Regions from separate parts of the Zea mays genome. Here region 1 is linked to region 2. Evidence: chromatin contacts called from public Hi-C data. All regions are on one chromosome and are shown on one strand. The core of a region is the stretch at or near the end of the contact, and the rest is flanking DNA. Distances in the headings are between cores, read along the strand shown. Region 1 holds the start of LOC100502020 (fructose-bisphosphate aldolase 3, chloroplastic). Region 2 holds the start of LOC100193171 (putative protein kinase superfamily protein).

Region 1 (3,754 bases), core at 120-2,619, 200 kb before region 2:
ACTGAGTCGTTCCACAACTACGGCGGTGATGGTCATGTGCGCTTGGCTAAGCGAATGGTAAGTCACAGTTTGTCGTAACTTTGAATCACATAGAAATGTGTCATTATAACTTTTATGTACAGGAAGTCAAATCCGGCCGTACGCCCACGGATGTGGAGGTGTATATGCAAGGGCATAGGGGTTCTGATGCAAGGGCATAGGTGTATATGCAAGGGCATAGGGCTAAGCGAATGGTAAGTCACAGTTTGTTTTTATACTTAGATTGTTTAGGATTGAAACTTAGACATTGCAGTAGAGATAACAACACTTAGACAAAACCTAGTTTGCACATTATTAATTGCATAGGTTTTGCTCTAGGAATTTATTTGTGGCTTAATTTAGTGAAAGTTCTAGAAGTCCTAATTTACCCCTCTTAGACGTCACCTGTTTCCTTCAGTGCTGCTTGCGGTCGCAGATAGCACCCGAGCGTGACATGTGCAGATCACAAGTCCACAGTTCAGTTAGGGGTATTTAAATGCATTGGGGCTAACATGGGGTTACGGATTAGATAGATTCGGGGAATTTTGGATGGAGAGGGGTCGCGAGGCCCGCTGCAATTCACGGTAACGACAGTTGGCAACACAGTCATAGAATAGACATGATGGTCAAACAGTATTCTGATGCTTTTTGTACCCTCGGGAGGGTAGAAATGGGGAATTTTTCAGACTACGGGCAAAACTAAACACCTGGTCAAGTTTAAGTGCATGGATGTAAAAAAAAACTAAATCTAAAATGGACTGGGCCTCATACCTGATGAAGGCTTCGAGGTCCTAGTACGGGCTTGCCGCTTGTGTCGTCCAAGGGCCGAAGGCTCAAAGCGTCGCGCCTCGGCGCCTGTGTCGTCGTCCATTGATATGATCGCAGAAAGAACCAAAACAAAAGTACACAAACTAGGGTGGGGGTGGCGGGTGGCCTCGGTGGATCCGCCCGGCGGCGGAGACGGCCAAGGAGAGTAACCAAACATTGCTATTGGTCCTCGATGTATTCCGTATTTACAGACACCCTCAATCCCCAGCGGAAAAATACATCGACTCGGGGCAGCAAATTGACCAAAGTGAAATCAACGAAAAAGCCAAACAATGTATATTTTGAAGACTCACAAATCTGCTACATAATCTGAGGATATCTTTCTGGTCCGAAACATGGCTAGAATAATAATCACTTTGGCATCCACAAAAATAGCGAATGGCCATTTTGCACTTACAAACGAATAAAGAAAAGGTCAAGCAGGTGTTTCAAGAAATGGAAAATTAAATCAGTGAAAGAGAAAGGACCTAGGCGTAAAAGTACCGTCCTACTAGTTTCTCTCGTGTCTCTCCCTCACGGAAACCTCGTCTGCCTGCCACCAACCCAGTTCCTCTCCTCGTGAAACCAAAGCGCCGACCGACCGATCGCGTACGCACCTGACGAACCAGACCAACTCGGGACCAACCGATGGCTATGGCGACGGCGAAGCTGAGCTCCCCGGCGACCAGCTTGCTGGCTGGCGGCCGCGCGCGCCGGTCCGCGCCCGCCCGCCGCGCGACGGTGATCCGCGCCGCGGCAGGCTCCTACTCCGACGAGCTCGTCTCCACCGCGGTGAGCCCCGGCGCCACCGCCAGCAAACCCTACGTCTGTCCCTTCCCTTCGGTCTGAGTGGGTTGACTGCCCACCGGAGGATCTGGCTCTTGGAGTGTTGCACGTGCCTTACGCGGCGATCTGTGACGTTAGGGACGGTTCTTTGTTTGTATCTGTTGATGTGTGAACGCGGTGATGGGGACTGTTCGGCAGGACTAGGATGATGAGGAAAACCCCGGTTTTCTTTTGGTTTACTCGATTCAGATGGACAAATTTTAAGATTTGATACCCTGGTCCACGTGTCAACTACTCACCGTGATGCCGCATGTCATTGTGACAGGGGTGTCAAATCCCTGAAAGTCATGCAAATTGGGTGTCAAATATCAAAAATCTCCCATTCAATTGTAGGTTGAAGAAACATTGTCTGGGTACCTATTTGTTGCGATGGAGAAGTGCTTTACTTGAATGCAAGCTGCATTGTTCATCGTATTCTTCTCCATGCAAACAAAATTGGGATGCCAGATGCCATAGAAGTGCCTAAGAGATTAGGCGATGTGCACATATCCTGTGTTATTTAGGGACGTCCAGCTGTGGGTGCATAAAACCGTGTTTCTTGTGCTTTTATCTGCTCAAAGATCCCATACAAAATCTGATATACTGAATATTTGGATAGAATTGACAAAGTTCTCACTGGCTTTACTGTTTCTGGCCTCTACCAGACTCCTAATCGTAATCATTTGAATTGTGTGCTTATTGATGTGTGTTCATATTTTGATATTATTAAAAAAATATCTTGATTATCTATCTGCCTCTGGTGGCACTTAAAAATGAAGTATATTCATTTTGACTGCTTCATTCTTGCTTCAGTCTCTGCACAACTTTTCTATTAGCATGGACTTCAGTTCAGGGGAGTGTTGATCTGAAGACGATCGAACTGCTAATGTCACCAAATTGGTTGAAAGGCAATAGGAGCTTTTGACCTTTTGTGGCATCTTAATTGTAATAATTTATGTATTTGTCGAAATGCTGGTGATTCTCTGCATCTGATTTCTGATTAATGATGATTTCGCGCATCTGATTTCTGAGTTTCAATGCAAAGACCTACAATGTACAAAACTTAAAAGTAGTGCTAAAGTGTGAAATTGGCACTTGCTATATATAATGTGGATACATTAGAGCTTATGTGATACCAACTGCAATGCTTCTTTGTTTGTGCCTGTTGATTGATAGTAAGTTCGTGCAAGCCTGTCGACCATATTTTAAGTTATGTGTTTCATCTATTGGAATTGACACTCATTACTGTTTGATTGGTTGAACTTTAGTATCACAATCTGTTCCTCTAAGTTCTAAGTCATTCTCCTTTTCCACTATTGCTGATTTCTTCTTAACCGTGATTCATTTTTCTGTTGTTTATGTGTGAATACTAATCTAATCGTTGTAACTTTATCTGCAGAAATCGGTTGCTTCCCCTGGACGTGGTATTCTGGCAATTGATGAGTCAAATGCAACATGTGGAAAGAGGCTATCGTCAATTGGTTTGGACAACACAGAACCTAACCGCCAGGCTTACAGGCAGCTTTTGCTGACAACTGCTGGTCTTGGTGAATACATTTCTGGTGCTATTCTTTTTGAGGAGACTCTTTATCAATCAACTACAGATGGCAGGAAGTTTGTTGACTGCTTGAAGGATCAGAATATCATGCCTGGCATCAAGGTTGACAAGGTATGCGTGTCATGATCTTATTTTTATATCATGTTAGCAGTTAGCGCACACATTTCTTTTAACATTATGGTTTTCACTACTTGATTGCTTTGGTTTCATGAATCAGGGCTTAGTTCCATTGCCTGGATCCAACAATGAATCGTGGTGCCAAGGTCTTGATGGTTTGGCTTCAAGGTGTGCTGAGTACTATAAGCAGGGGGCGCGCTTCGCAAAGTGGTTCGTTCATACTCCAATTATTCATGTGTTAACTAATCTTATTGTTGTTTCCTTTCTAAAGTTGCTATGGTTGTTGATATTCTCAAGGAGGACTGTTGTTAGCATCCCTTGTGGTCCATCTGCATTAGCAGCGAAGGAAGCAGCATGGGGACTTGCTCGATATGCTGCTATTGCTCAGGTAACAAAATAAACTGCAACCGTAGAAACATCTCGATAAAA
Region 2 (4,022 bases), core at 918-3,417:
CAGTTGGCTCAAGGGGAAGCTAGGCTTGCGCGAGGAGGTAGCAGGGGAAAGAGCGGGTCATAGGTGTGCTTTTATTCAGCGCGAGCGAAGTCCGAGGGCGGTCAGCGCCGGCGCTTTCGCGGCGGACATTGCGCAACGGCGAGCGAAGAAAGGGGAAGGTGGGTACGCGGCTGACCGAGGGGACCCACGCGCCAGGCCTCGCGTGCGGAGGTGACTGCCGAGCCGGGCCCACCTGCCAGACTGGGTCAGCTGCGGTTGCGCGCGCGAGACATCTGCTGCGCCGCGCGGTAAATGGCTACTGGGCCGAGCGAGTTTGGGCCCAATTCGGGTCCTGGCTCCTTTTTCTTTTTATTCTTTCCTGTTTTATTTTTTTCTTCTTTTCATTTTCAATTTTCAAATTTGAATGTGGGTCTTGTTATGAATTTAACCCTTGGTCAAATGTTCAACTTCATTTCTCTAGTGTAAGAATAGTATTTGTTTTTATATATTTATTCTCACCCACAAAATATTTTATTTCTCCTCCTTTCTAATTTCTAGAATTTCTTTTACATCTTAAATTCCACTTTGGCCTTTAGTGTATCTCTTTTCACATTATTTTTATGTTGTCATAAAGTGCACACAAGAGTGAAAAACCAGCATGATGCATGTTTTAGTGGTGTCCTTTATTAGCCTTTTATGTGTTTAAGTGAGGTGTCCACATGAATTGATAAGTAGAGATGGCACCAATGTATATAAAGGAATATAATTTCTCCCTTTTGATTTTCTTACAATGTAGGTATTACACTCGTGTCGGGTTGGCCCAGTCACTATTAAATGGGTCGTGCCTCGGGCCGGCTCGCCAGACACGACCCTTTGGCCATCTATACCTCCACACGATAATGATGGTCCTCGGCTCAGTTGCCACCACCTCGTTCGTCATTCTACTTCTTTTCTCTCTCCCCTCATGCCTCCACCTCCGCGCCACCCCATTCTCGACAGAGGGCGTAGGAGCATGCACCTCTTCCCCGTATTCGCCCGACACCATCCCCGACACTGACTCACGCAGTGGCTATTGCACGTCCACGAGAACGTTTCACATTATGTGCGCACCATCGTTTTCGTCATCGTTGGACGTCCCGTTCGTCTTCCCGGCCTTCGCCCTGTTCTTCCTCCCCAACCTACTGCCCCACCCACGGTCGCAATCATGAGCCGACTGATGCTCGTCGACGCGGGTACGAGACGAGTCGGTCATGCTCCTGGCCTTTCTCTGTGCGTGCCGTCGAGGAGGACATGGTGGCGCCTGCTACGCTTTGGTTATCTTGGCGATGAAGAGTCCAGGTTTGAGATATTGGACAACCAAGATCCGTAGCGTGGCAGCAGTCGTCATATGCTACGAAGTTGGTGGTGGTGTTGTGTCACATCGGTGGGTCTAGGGCTAGGAAGATACTCGCATTCTCTCGCCCTTCTCGGATTGACGTCTAGTGCGTGTGCCTCTCGGTTTGGAGCTGCTCCTGTTGGGCTTTTTTTATCTGCTTGCGTGCTCTCTCCCTATATATCTAGCGATATACTACCTATGTCGCCTCCAGATTCTAAGGTCTTCGTCGTGTCCTTCTCCGGCAACGAACATGTATGTCCGCCTCTTCTCTTCCCCTCCTGTTGTACGAAACCTTGAGTGGGAAGACAAGTGATGGGGTCTCTAATTTGCTGCCTTTGGTACCCGTGCGTTTATAAAAAATATTATGCGAAGAGCGGAGACAATCAATAAAAAATCTTGATATCTTTTTGGTGGATAATTTATGTAGGTATTGTTGTGAGCTGTCGCAACACACGAGTAACCGACTAGTATATATAATTAATGTACGATCAACTAACTAATAAAAAACAGAGGCCCTTCAAAATACGTTCGGTTGCCTTTTGTTTAACAAAATATTCCCCATTCGAACTCCGAATGCTTTTCTACATGAGCTAAATCAGGCCCATGGGCCATTAAATCACATCTCCTCGCTCTGACGGCCACCTGTTACAGCCGACACAACGCCATTGTTCGTCGCACTTTTTTTTGTGTGCGCCGCCCGCTAAACTACGCTACGGCTACACGGCTACGGATTTCATTTCACTAGTACCTCGTAGCCACCACGAAGGAAGTCGCCAATCCCAATGCCAGGAAGGAAGTCTCACGAATTCCCTCATGTGCCGATGTGCGCACCGCCTCCGAATGCTGGAACGGGTATTCCTCTTCTCGCCGCCGTCCTCCGCTCCGGTGAGGGTCGCTACCGCTTTCCGGATGCGCTTCCTACTCGTTACTGACAGAGGTAATAACACCTTGCTTTTGCATACCACGTTGCTAGATTTTAGGACAGTTGCGCTCACAAACCTGGGATATATGCGGGGTGACATTGTTACTTGGGGTGTGGCTGTGTGGGGAATAAGAAACTATGCATAGTTCAAGTGCAGAGCTAGGTCTGACCCTGATGGTTTGAAGTTGAAAATCACTGTACGCACTGTATTACTGCAGTGCAAACTCTAGCTAGCAAAGTGGATGACCTGGCGACTTACTTGGCTGGCTTCGTCCCTGGCACAATTTAGGTTATAGTGTCTTTGCATCTTGACCAATTATGGCCCATCGGAAGGACATATAGAACACATTGCTGAGGTTTAGTTGTTTATCAATTACCCAGCATGATGAATTTATAATAACTCTTATGCACCACAAATAGGAAAAGTAGAACACCTTGTTCCACACACACACAAACACAAAAAAATGAGATAAAAGAGTAGAACACCTTTCTGAGTTATGCAGGGACTTGTTGTAGTACACAACATTGATGAGCACAGATAAATCAAAGGAACATATTTGTTCGCTTTGGATTAAAGCCGACTGTTTGGACTGCTGCAGCTGCAATTCATAGAGACAAAAACATTGTAGAAACAGTAGAAATACAAAGTTTTGGAAGGATAAGTGGTTAAATGGTAAGAGAATTAAAGACCTTGCTCCAAGTTTGTATAATGTTATACCCAAGAGGATTGTCAATAACATGACTGTTTATGAGGCAATTACAGATAGAAAATGGATCTATGATATTAAGGGTCCGCTGACAGTGGAAGTCTTAACAGATTATCTCCAGTTGTGGAATATGACTTCAGCTTGGCAGCTGCAGCCTGAGGTTGACGATAACATGTTTTCAGTATTGTTCCTACTGGCATCTATTCAGCAAAGACTGCTTACGAAGGTTTCTTTTTGGGGTTTGTGGTTTTCCCTCATCACAAGAAAATTTGGAAAACTTGGGCCTTGCCAAAATGTCGCTTCTTCATCTGGCTGGTTGCACAAAATAGAGTCTTGACAGCAGATAGGCTTGGTAAAAGAGGGCTGATTCATCCTGAGAAGTGCCCTCTTTGTGATCAAGAGGATGAAACTATCGATCATCTCCTTGTTACCTATTCTTTCTCCAGGGAATTCTGGTATCTGTTGTTAAGGAAATCTGGTCTGCATTCTTTGGCTCCTCAACCAGATGTTAGCTCATATCTAGGCTGGTAGGAATCGGTGGGGAATATTGCTAATGGACTCACAAAAAAAGGACTTGATTCCCTTATCATTCTGGGAGCCTGGACCTTGTGGAAGCATAGAAACAAATGCGTCTTTGATGGCTGCAGCCCTAGTGTTACCATGAGTCTTAGAGCTACAGATGAGGAAAGGGCACAATGGGAGATTGCTGGTGCCAAGGGGCTTTGCCATTTAGCAGCACCCTTAGCTGAGAATTAAGAAGGTCTGATGGATTCATTTATGTATGCTTCCTACTGGCCTCCGTAAGGAGGCCGTTTGTATTGGTCTTTTTTGGCCACCCCTTTTTCTGCTTAATATATAATGGAGCACAGTTCTACTGCGCTTTCGAGAAAAAAAGAAACAGTAGAAACCGGTACGGATTAAAGCCAACCGAACAGGTATATTTTCCGGAAAATCACAATAATTGAACAACACTGGAAATCAAATCCAATGTGATACGTCTCTAATTAAGTTACCACACATCGAAAATTAAAAGAGTCAC

Evidence for each region. A called contact is a pair of places that touch in the nucleus more often than the background predicts.
Region 1: a Hi-C map of ear shows a contact between it and region 2, with 4 times the contacts expected there. The contact joins the promoter of LOC100502020 here to the promoter of LOC100193171 in region 2. A contact is called at or near these places in 4 of 25 Hi-C or Micro-C datasets (ear, endosperm, leaf and 1 more).

The regions. Positions count from the first base shown.
Region 1 is chr8:10,265,034-10,268,787 of Zm-B73-REFERENCE-NAM-5.0, reverse strand. LOC100502020 (fructose-bisphosphate aldolase 3, chloroplastic) reads left to right here and starts at 1,369. Exons shown (of 6, transcript XM_008657353.4): 1 at 1,369-1,617; 2 at 3,050-3,319; 3 at 3,426-3,535; 4 at 3,623-3,713. The coding sequence starts at 1,474.
Region 2 is chr8:10,065,498-10,069,519 of Zm-B73-REFERENCE-NAM-5.0, reverse strand. LOC100193171 (putative protein kinase superfamily protein) reads left to right here and starts at 2,167. Exons shown (of 5, transcript NM_001358677.1): 1 at 2,167-2,291. It overlaps LOC542671 (Ser/Thr receptor-like kinase 1), which reads right to left. Exons shown (of 3, transcript NM_001112189.1): 3 at 3,974-4,022.